Linked DNA regions of Triticum aestivum: region 1 is linked to region 2. Evidence: chromatin contacts called from public Hi-C data. All regions are on one chromosome and are shown on one strand. The core of a region is the stretch at or near the end of the contact, and the rest is flanking DNA. Distances in the headings are between cores, read along the strand shown.

Region 1 (3,498 bases), core at 592-3,091, 440 kb after region 2:
ATAACTGGTGTATATCCATTCTCAAGACCAGCTATTGCTGAGTCAATCATTTTCATCACTTCAGATGACAGCTTCGCCTTCCGGTTAACCACAATTGGTTCGATAGGAGCAGGCTTGCCACCAGCTGGTTTTGCAGGGGTCACCACAACAGATTCATTCTGAAGGTTCTCTTTCTTCTGAGGGTTGTCAACTGTGACCACAGTATCCTTATCAACTTGCTGTGTTCGTACCTTTGCTGGTTTGCGGATGAACAAATGAATCACAGCATCATCCTTGTTGCTAATATCAGCAATCAACTGGTGGTCCTCAAGCACCTCTCCATCGTACTCGAGCTTGTCATCATCCTCCAGGCTATCAAGGTCCTCATCACCCTCCACTGCAAGCTTGCTCTTGAGGTACTTGACATTACGGGTCTGGTCCACCTGAAACTGAAATTTCTTCCCACTGGCGGTCTCAATGTTGATCACCCGGAGGTCAGCCAAGCGGATAACAAGGTGCAGAACATTCCCATCGGCAAGCCCATAATCCTTGACAGGGCAGTTGTTGCGCGCCAGCTCATGCCCGTCGAGCACAAGCCGCTGCTTTGTCACCACAAAGCCCTTGAACCTCTGGATGCGCAGCTTGACCGAGGCGATGGAATCAGTGCCCAGCACACTCATCGGCATTGGAGGCGCACCAGGCACAGCGAGGAAGATGAGAATGGAATCCTGCAGCTGTGACCCGGAGAAACAGTGTGCTGAACGACTACCATCAAACCTGATGGGCAAGAAGGCGAGGTCGTCGGTCATCGGAGCAAGCGCAATGACACCAGCTGACGACATCTTGGCGAGTGGGGTTACAGGAGGCCGAAAGCTTCCTCAACTACAGCCAATATTTACAATGGACCGGAGTTAGAAGCTCTACACTAGGAATTAGTAGAAGCCATGGAGAAGTCAAGCCAAGGGTTCCGTTCCTTCCTTCTATGATGGATGGAGGAAACCCTCTGCGAAAGCCCGACACCAGAAACGGCACAACCGATGATGCTACAGGCACATTTTGGATTGGTCGCCCATTAAATCTGCACAAAAAGTTAGATCTCCTCCGTCAGTGGCCGGCAGAGCTTCAGCAAAAATCGTTCAAAGCACATAACACCGCACATACCAGATTTAATTTTAGGGGCAAAGTGGCTCAAAATCCTGCCTTTGCCCCACCGGAGAAGCCCAACCGCGCGAGGCAATCTGCAGAACAGAGACCAACTGGAGCGATGAGTCACAAAATCACCCAGCCGCGCAGCGCAGGCACAGAATAGTGGTATGAGCTCGCATCATCATACCTGAGAAATCGCTCACCAGAGGCAGATCGACCGATTTATTTTTCCGATGACGAGAGAACCAAGGAAGGACCGACGACCCCCGGCCACCGACGCCGGCGCCACGAACCGGCGCGGCTCCTCCCCCAGCAGCTAACGGCCGAAACCTGCTACATCATATCGCCATGGTTAGCTTACCCCGCACCGATCGAAACAAGCAGGGAACCGACCTTTAAGAATACCAGGAGGGGGAATCCGGGCGACCACCGAGTCGGGGCGCGCGCGGAGTCGGGATCGGATTGGATTGGAACTCACCGCCCGGATCAGAGGGGGAACCCCCGAGATTAGTAGCCCGACGGGCTCCTCCTTCCTTGCTCCGCGGTTCACGCAGGGGCGGAGAGAGAGTTGGGGAGGGGAAGTTTTTGGTCTGGTTTGGTTTGGTTTGGCGAGGAAGGAAGAGGGACGGATGGGCGAGGGGGAGGTGGGCAATGGAGAATTGGGGAGAGGGAGCGGACGGTGTGGGGCTGCTGATTTATTCCGGGCGTGGGGCCGGCCGTCACTCACGGCGTGACGTGTCTGGCCCGCGCACCTTCGTAGAAAAGGTCGTGCGCTCGCTTATTAGATTGACGGTTTTGCCCCCGCGACGGTGAAAGCTCGCGCGGCAAGTAACCTCGCTGTCAAAAACGGAGATTACAGCTGGGGTTTGAGACGGTAATTAACCCGCTCTTCGCTAATGCTCGGTTGTTATTCGTTTGAGTCTGCCTTCAGTGGTAAGGCTCTTGGTTTGGAACGTTAGGCTCCCACGTAAATTCTGCAGCGAAGATTTTTTTTTATGCCATCTTCGACACGGATCTATTACTCCATCTATTCACAAATAAATCTTTTTTTAACAATATTCACAAATAAATCTAGTCAAAATACTTGAAATAAATAGCTAGTATAGTAGAGAATACGAAAGAGGATCCCCATGAACGATTTATATAGTACAAACTAATCCTTATGCTTTTTACACTGAAACTCGGCAAGCGTGGGCACCAAACCATGCATAACCTGCGTGCGTGGCATTAACTTCATTTCGTATCGAGCCCTTTGGTCAAAGAAAGAATGGGCTCGTACGGTCGTGCAAAACACAACATCCATAAGAAGAAAAAATCTGAGCCATGTAAAAGTCTTCTCCCAAAAATTGTCTTTAGCCCAATTCAGCGTATTTTGGGTCTACATGTTCCAAAATGTCCCGTTGGTACAAAACCAATTTTTTTTTTTGAACATGATAAAAAAACCAATTTAACGTTGCTTCTTTCTTCTACACTTATAATGGAAACAGGAAAAAACAACCCTTGAAAAGGGAAAACGTACGCGTCATTTTCTTGGAACAGGTCGGCGAGTGGTGCTGGCATGCGGATGCACCAGTCAAACGACAAGGATCGGCCTCAGCCAGCCGTGCATACGCTCGCTATACGTGCTACGAAACGAAGGGGATGCGTTGGAAAGATCAGGCCAAAGGGATTAGGTCGAATGCGTCGGCCGTGACGCGTACAGGACACCCGTCTCCGGCGCCGTGAGATGATGGCACGACGCTGCCCGCGTGCGGACGGTGGAGTGGGAGGACGAGACCACGGCCGGAAGCATCCGATGTTTCTGTCTCCCTTTTCTCTCTCCTCGTATACGTGGAGACATCTCCCCTGGTACGAGCCTTGGCCGCAATTTTTAATTTTATTTTCTTTTTCTTTAAAGCCTTCGCCGCAATGAATTGAAGGTCCAGCTCCGGCCGTATGAGAACCGATACGAAAACAAGGCAATTAGAGCATCTACAACCACATATGTCAAATCCAGCACCTCAAATGCCTGCGAACGCGCCGACACATCCGTGGGCAATGACCGGGCATTTCTTAAATTTCATTTGTTGCATCCGGATATCTCATATTTGATTCTTATATCCATACAAAGACACGCAAAAAAAAAAGAACCTACGTCCTACATCGATCATAACTACTTCTCGTCGAAGATCACCATGATCTCCGTGCCCGGCTCCGGCAGCATGGGCGGCAGTTGCAGCTCTGGCGCCTCCGGCTGCTCCGGGCTCGGATCGGCGGCGCGGAGAGGGGGGTGGGTGGGTTAGGGTTGTGGGACGCCCGTCGGCTTAAATAGTCGGATTTCGTCTTGGGCGACACCACGCGGCGTTCACACCACGGCGACGGACACGGCGTCCG
Region 2 (3,788 bases), core at 440-2,939:
AGAATGCCAGAAGCTTGGCGCCACTTCATCCATCCGGCTTTGATGTCTCAACATAGCCGGTCCCAAGCCCGGGTGTAAAGGAGGAGGGTTGTGATAGGCTTGGCGAGCCAACGTAAAAACTCAGCCACTCTTATGGAGATGAAACCCAAACTAGTTTCATTCTACAGATTTATAAAAAGATGTCTCCAAGCAAGAAAATGCAGGATAGCACGTAAGGAGAAGGTTACAAACTAGTAGCCTGTATTAGAAAAAATTGTTATACTGAATCTCCAATATGTATCATACATGCACCTAATGAAAAAAAATCACTGAAAACAGATATGAGATCAAACAGTTGAAGTTACTGAGAATTATAGGATTTTAACACCTTGATTAGCAATTTGTGAAAGTCTATGATCGAATGAGCTGATTATAGTTCGTACAAATACTATGCTGATTTAGCGGATCATACATATCCAAGTAATTTCATTCTATAGAAAGATGTTTCCAAGTCAGTAAAATGCAGAATATCACGTAAAAAAGGTTAGAAAATAGTGGCCCATATTAGATAAGATTGTTAAAATCGTTAAACCGAATATCCAATATGTAGCCTAATAGTCAAATGAACATAGTACAACAGCTATGCAGCCCTTCTGACTGATATCACAATTCACAGACCTGATCAACCAACATCTTCACCAGAGACTTAGCCCTTGTAACTTCTCAATCTGGTTACATGGTGCTACCGCTAAATCCCAGAACTCCATAGCATTTGATCTCTAGTTACCCATCGAAACCAGCACACTACCGTAGAAGATCCACAGCACTGCCAAAACAGCCCACTGAAGTAAAACTCCACTAACAACACACCAAAAAGAGTTGACCCACAAAAGTTGGCAATCTTTAGAGATGCTTTCAGTTACATGTCAAAATTCTTGTTAAGCATAATTGAGGCAACCATTAGCCTATTCACTACCAAGTTGAAACAACATGCCAAGCTAATGCAGCAAGAAGCTTCTAATGGATAGGAATTAGGTGATCCTAACAGCAATAGCAGCACCCAGAGTCCTGTATTTCAAGCGGGCAAACGCGGAATCGGCCTCAACTTACCTCCACGACGAGGCGGTCCAGGTAAGCACTAGAGATCCACGCGCCGACGAGGCGGGCCGCCTCTTGCCCCTCCACCACCTGCAGCAAACGCACAGGCGCATTAGCCAATGGTAGCGCCCAGCTACGGAGCGGAGGCAGAGCAGAAATAGAAGAGCTCGGTCGCTTGCTAACCACGATGATGTCCTTGAGGTCGCTGGACTCGAGGAGATCGAGCACGTAGGAGATCGCGGGGCGGTTGGCGACGGGGAGGAGGGCCTTGGGAACGTCCTGCGAGAAGCAGACGGGGGGATTAATTAGGGTTGTTGGGAGTTAGGGGCGGGGTGTCGTGCTCGGTAGTAGACCTTGGAGACGAGGGGCGAGAGCTTCTCGGAGGTGCCTCCGGCGAGGACGACGACCTGGAAGTCCATCTCCTCCTCCTCCGGCGGCGGCGGCGGCGGATGAGGTCGACGGGGAGGGTCAGGTCAGGGTTTTGTGGTTCGTCTCCTTCCGGCGGCAGTGTAGTGGGACTGGGAAGGATGGGAAGCTTCCGGGTTCGCTTTCTCAACAGTGGATGCACAATTTCATCTGCCCAGTGTATTTTACGTTTTCTGACCTAAACTGAATTTCTGGATTTTTCGTCGAGGTATCTTAGTCCCCGTTTGGATTGTCGTTTTCCTTCTAGATACAGTTGTAAAATATACGGACCTTCGCCGGTCGTTTTGGTTTCAGGCTGGAAATAGCTCTTTGTAAGTTACACCCCGGAAGTTTTTTTTTTTGAGTGGGAGTTACACCGGGAAGTTAAATACACTTGTATTAAAATACAACCATACCAAGCGCGGTTATTGGGAAACGTTTCCCTCCGGAGCGCCGGCTGAAGCGACGCGCCGGTCGCCTCTGTCGCTAGCGCACATGCCTTTATGGCCCACATGCAGGGGCAGAATCCCCTTTCTTTCTCCATCGATTTCTTCTCCACTGAAACAGAAATCGCTCTCGTGCTCTTCACCACACACCACGGCAAGATCTCCATGAATCCCCACCACTTCCCATCTCCTCTTAATCCTGCCTCATGTGCTGTCTGCCGCTCGCGCAAGGCCGTCGAGGTAATTTTGCCAGCGGGAGCGCCCTCTCCTGTTTCTCACCGCTTTTCTTGTGTGCAGGTACGACGTGGAGCGATGACCGCCTGTGCTACGAGCTGGCTATGTGCTGTTGCGACGAGCGGTGATCGACTGAGGTGCAGGACGACCAGCGGCGACATGAGGTGCGGGGGTGCTGCACCCGCATGCACGCAAAGCTGGAACCGGCGCGCCGAGGTGCTACAACCGGCATGTGGCCATGTCACAATCAGCGCGCGGCAGCGACGGCCATGCTGGCGATTTGCTACAACCACGGTGTCGACAGCTACAACCGGTGACAAGAAATGCTATAACTATTCACAGTGATGTTACGACCCGCCCACGGGGTCGGTGCCGCACAGAGGTGCTCGAGCGGCGAGGTTATTTTTGCTGGAAGCGACGAGTTGGATTGCTGGAACCGTGGTCACTAGATGTTACCACGGCGACTCCCAGATGCTACCACAGGTGAACTCTCGGATGCTTCATCCACGTGCTGGAACCGTGTTCACTGGATGCTACCACGACGACTCTCGAATACTGCATCCATGGCACCACCCGCGGGAATGGTTTGAAGGAAATATGCCCTAGAGGCAATAATAAAGTTATTATTTATTTCCTCATATCATGATAAATGTTTATTATTCATGCTAGAATTGTATTAACCGGAAACATTATACATGTGTGAATACATAGACCAACATAACGTCACTAGTATGCCTCTACTTGACTAGCTCATTAATCAAAGATGGTTATGTTTCCTAACCATAGACATGTGTTGTCATTTGATTAATGGGATCACATCATTAGTAGAATGATGTGATTGACATGACCCATTCCGTTAGCCTAGCACTTGATCGTTTAGTATATTGCTATTGCTTTCTTCATGACTTATACATGTTCCTGTAATTATGAGATTATGCAACTCCCGTTTACCGGAGGAACACTTTGGGTGCTACCAAACGTCACAACGTAACTGGGTGATTATAAAGGAGTACTACAGGTGTCTCCGAAGGTACATGTTGGGTTGGCGTATTTCGAGATTAGGTTTTGTCACTTCGATTGTCGAAGAGGTATCTCTGGGCCCTCTCGGTAATGCACATCACTATAAGCCTTGCAAGCAATGTAGCTAATGAGTTAGTTGCGGGACGATGTATTACGGAACGAGTAAAGAGACTTGCCGGTAACGAGATTGAACTAGGTATTGGATACCGACGATCGAATCTCGGGCAAGTAACATACCGATGACAAAGGGAACAACGTATGTTGTTATGCGGTTTGACCGATAAAGATCTTCGTAGAATATGTAGGAGCCAATATGAGCATCCAGGTTTCACTATTGGTTATTGACCGAGAATAGTTCTAGGTCATGTCTACATAGTTCTCGAACCCGTAGGGTCCGCACGCTTAACGTTACGATGATAGTTTTATTATGAGTTTATAAGTTTTGATGTACCGAAGTTTGTTCGGAGTCCCGGATGTGATCACGGACATGACGAGGAGTCTCGAAACGGTCGAGACATAAAGATTGATATATTGGAAGCCTATGTTTGGACATCGGAAGTGTTCCGGGTGAAATCGGCATTTACCGGAGTACCGGGAGGTTACCGG

What was found. A called contact is a pair of places that touch in the nucleus more often than the background predicts.
Region 1: a contact with region 2 is called in a Hi-C map of leaf, with 6 times the contacts expected there. The contact joins the promoter of LOC123161032 here to the promoter of LOC123155979 in region 2. A contact is called at or near these places in 2 of 5 Hi-C or Micro-C datasets (both in leaf).

Annotation. Positions count from the first base shown.
Region 1 is chr7B:456,745,905-456,749,402 of IWGSC CS RefSeq v2.1, forward strand. It overlaps LOC123161032 (phosphatidylinositol 4-kinase gamma 4), which reads right to left and starts at 1,842. Exons shown (of 5, transcript XM_044578888.1): 1 at 1,604-1,842; 2 at 1,329-1,455; 3 at 1,141-1,217; 4 at 1-1,057. The coding sequence starts at 821.
Region 2 is chr7B:456,308,660-456,312,447 of IWGSC CS RefSeq v2.1, forward strand. LOC123155979 (translation initiation factor eIF-2B subunit gamma) reads right to left here and starts at 1,690. Exons shown (of 12, transcript XM_044574155.1): 1 at 1,431-1,690; 2 at 1,261-1,356; 3 at 1,090-1,167. The coding sequence starts at 1,496.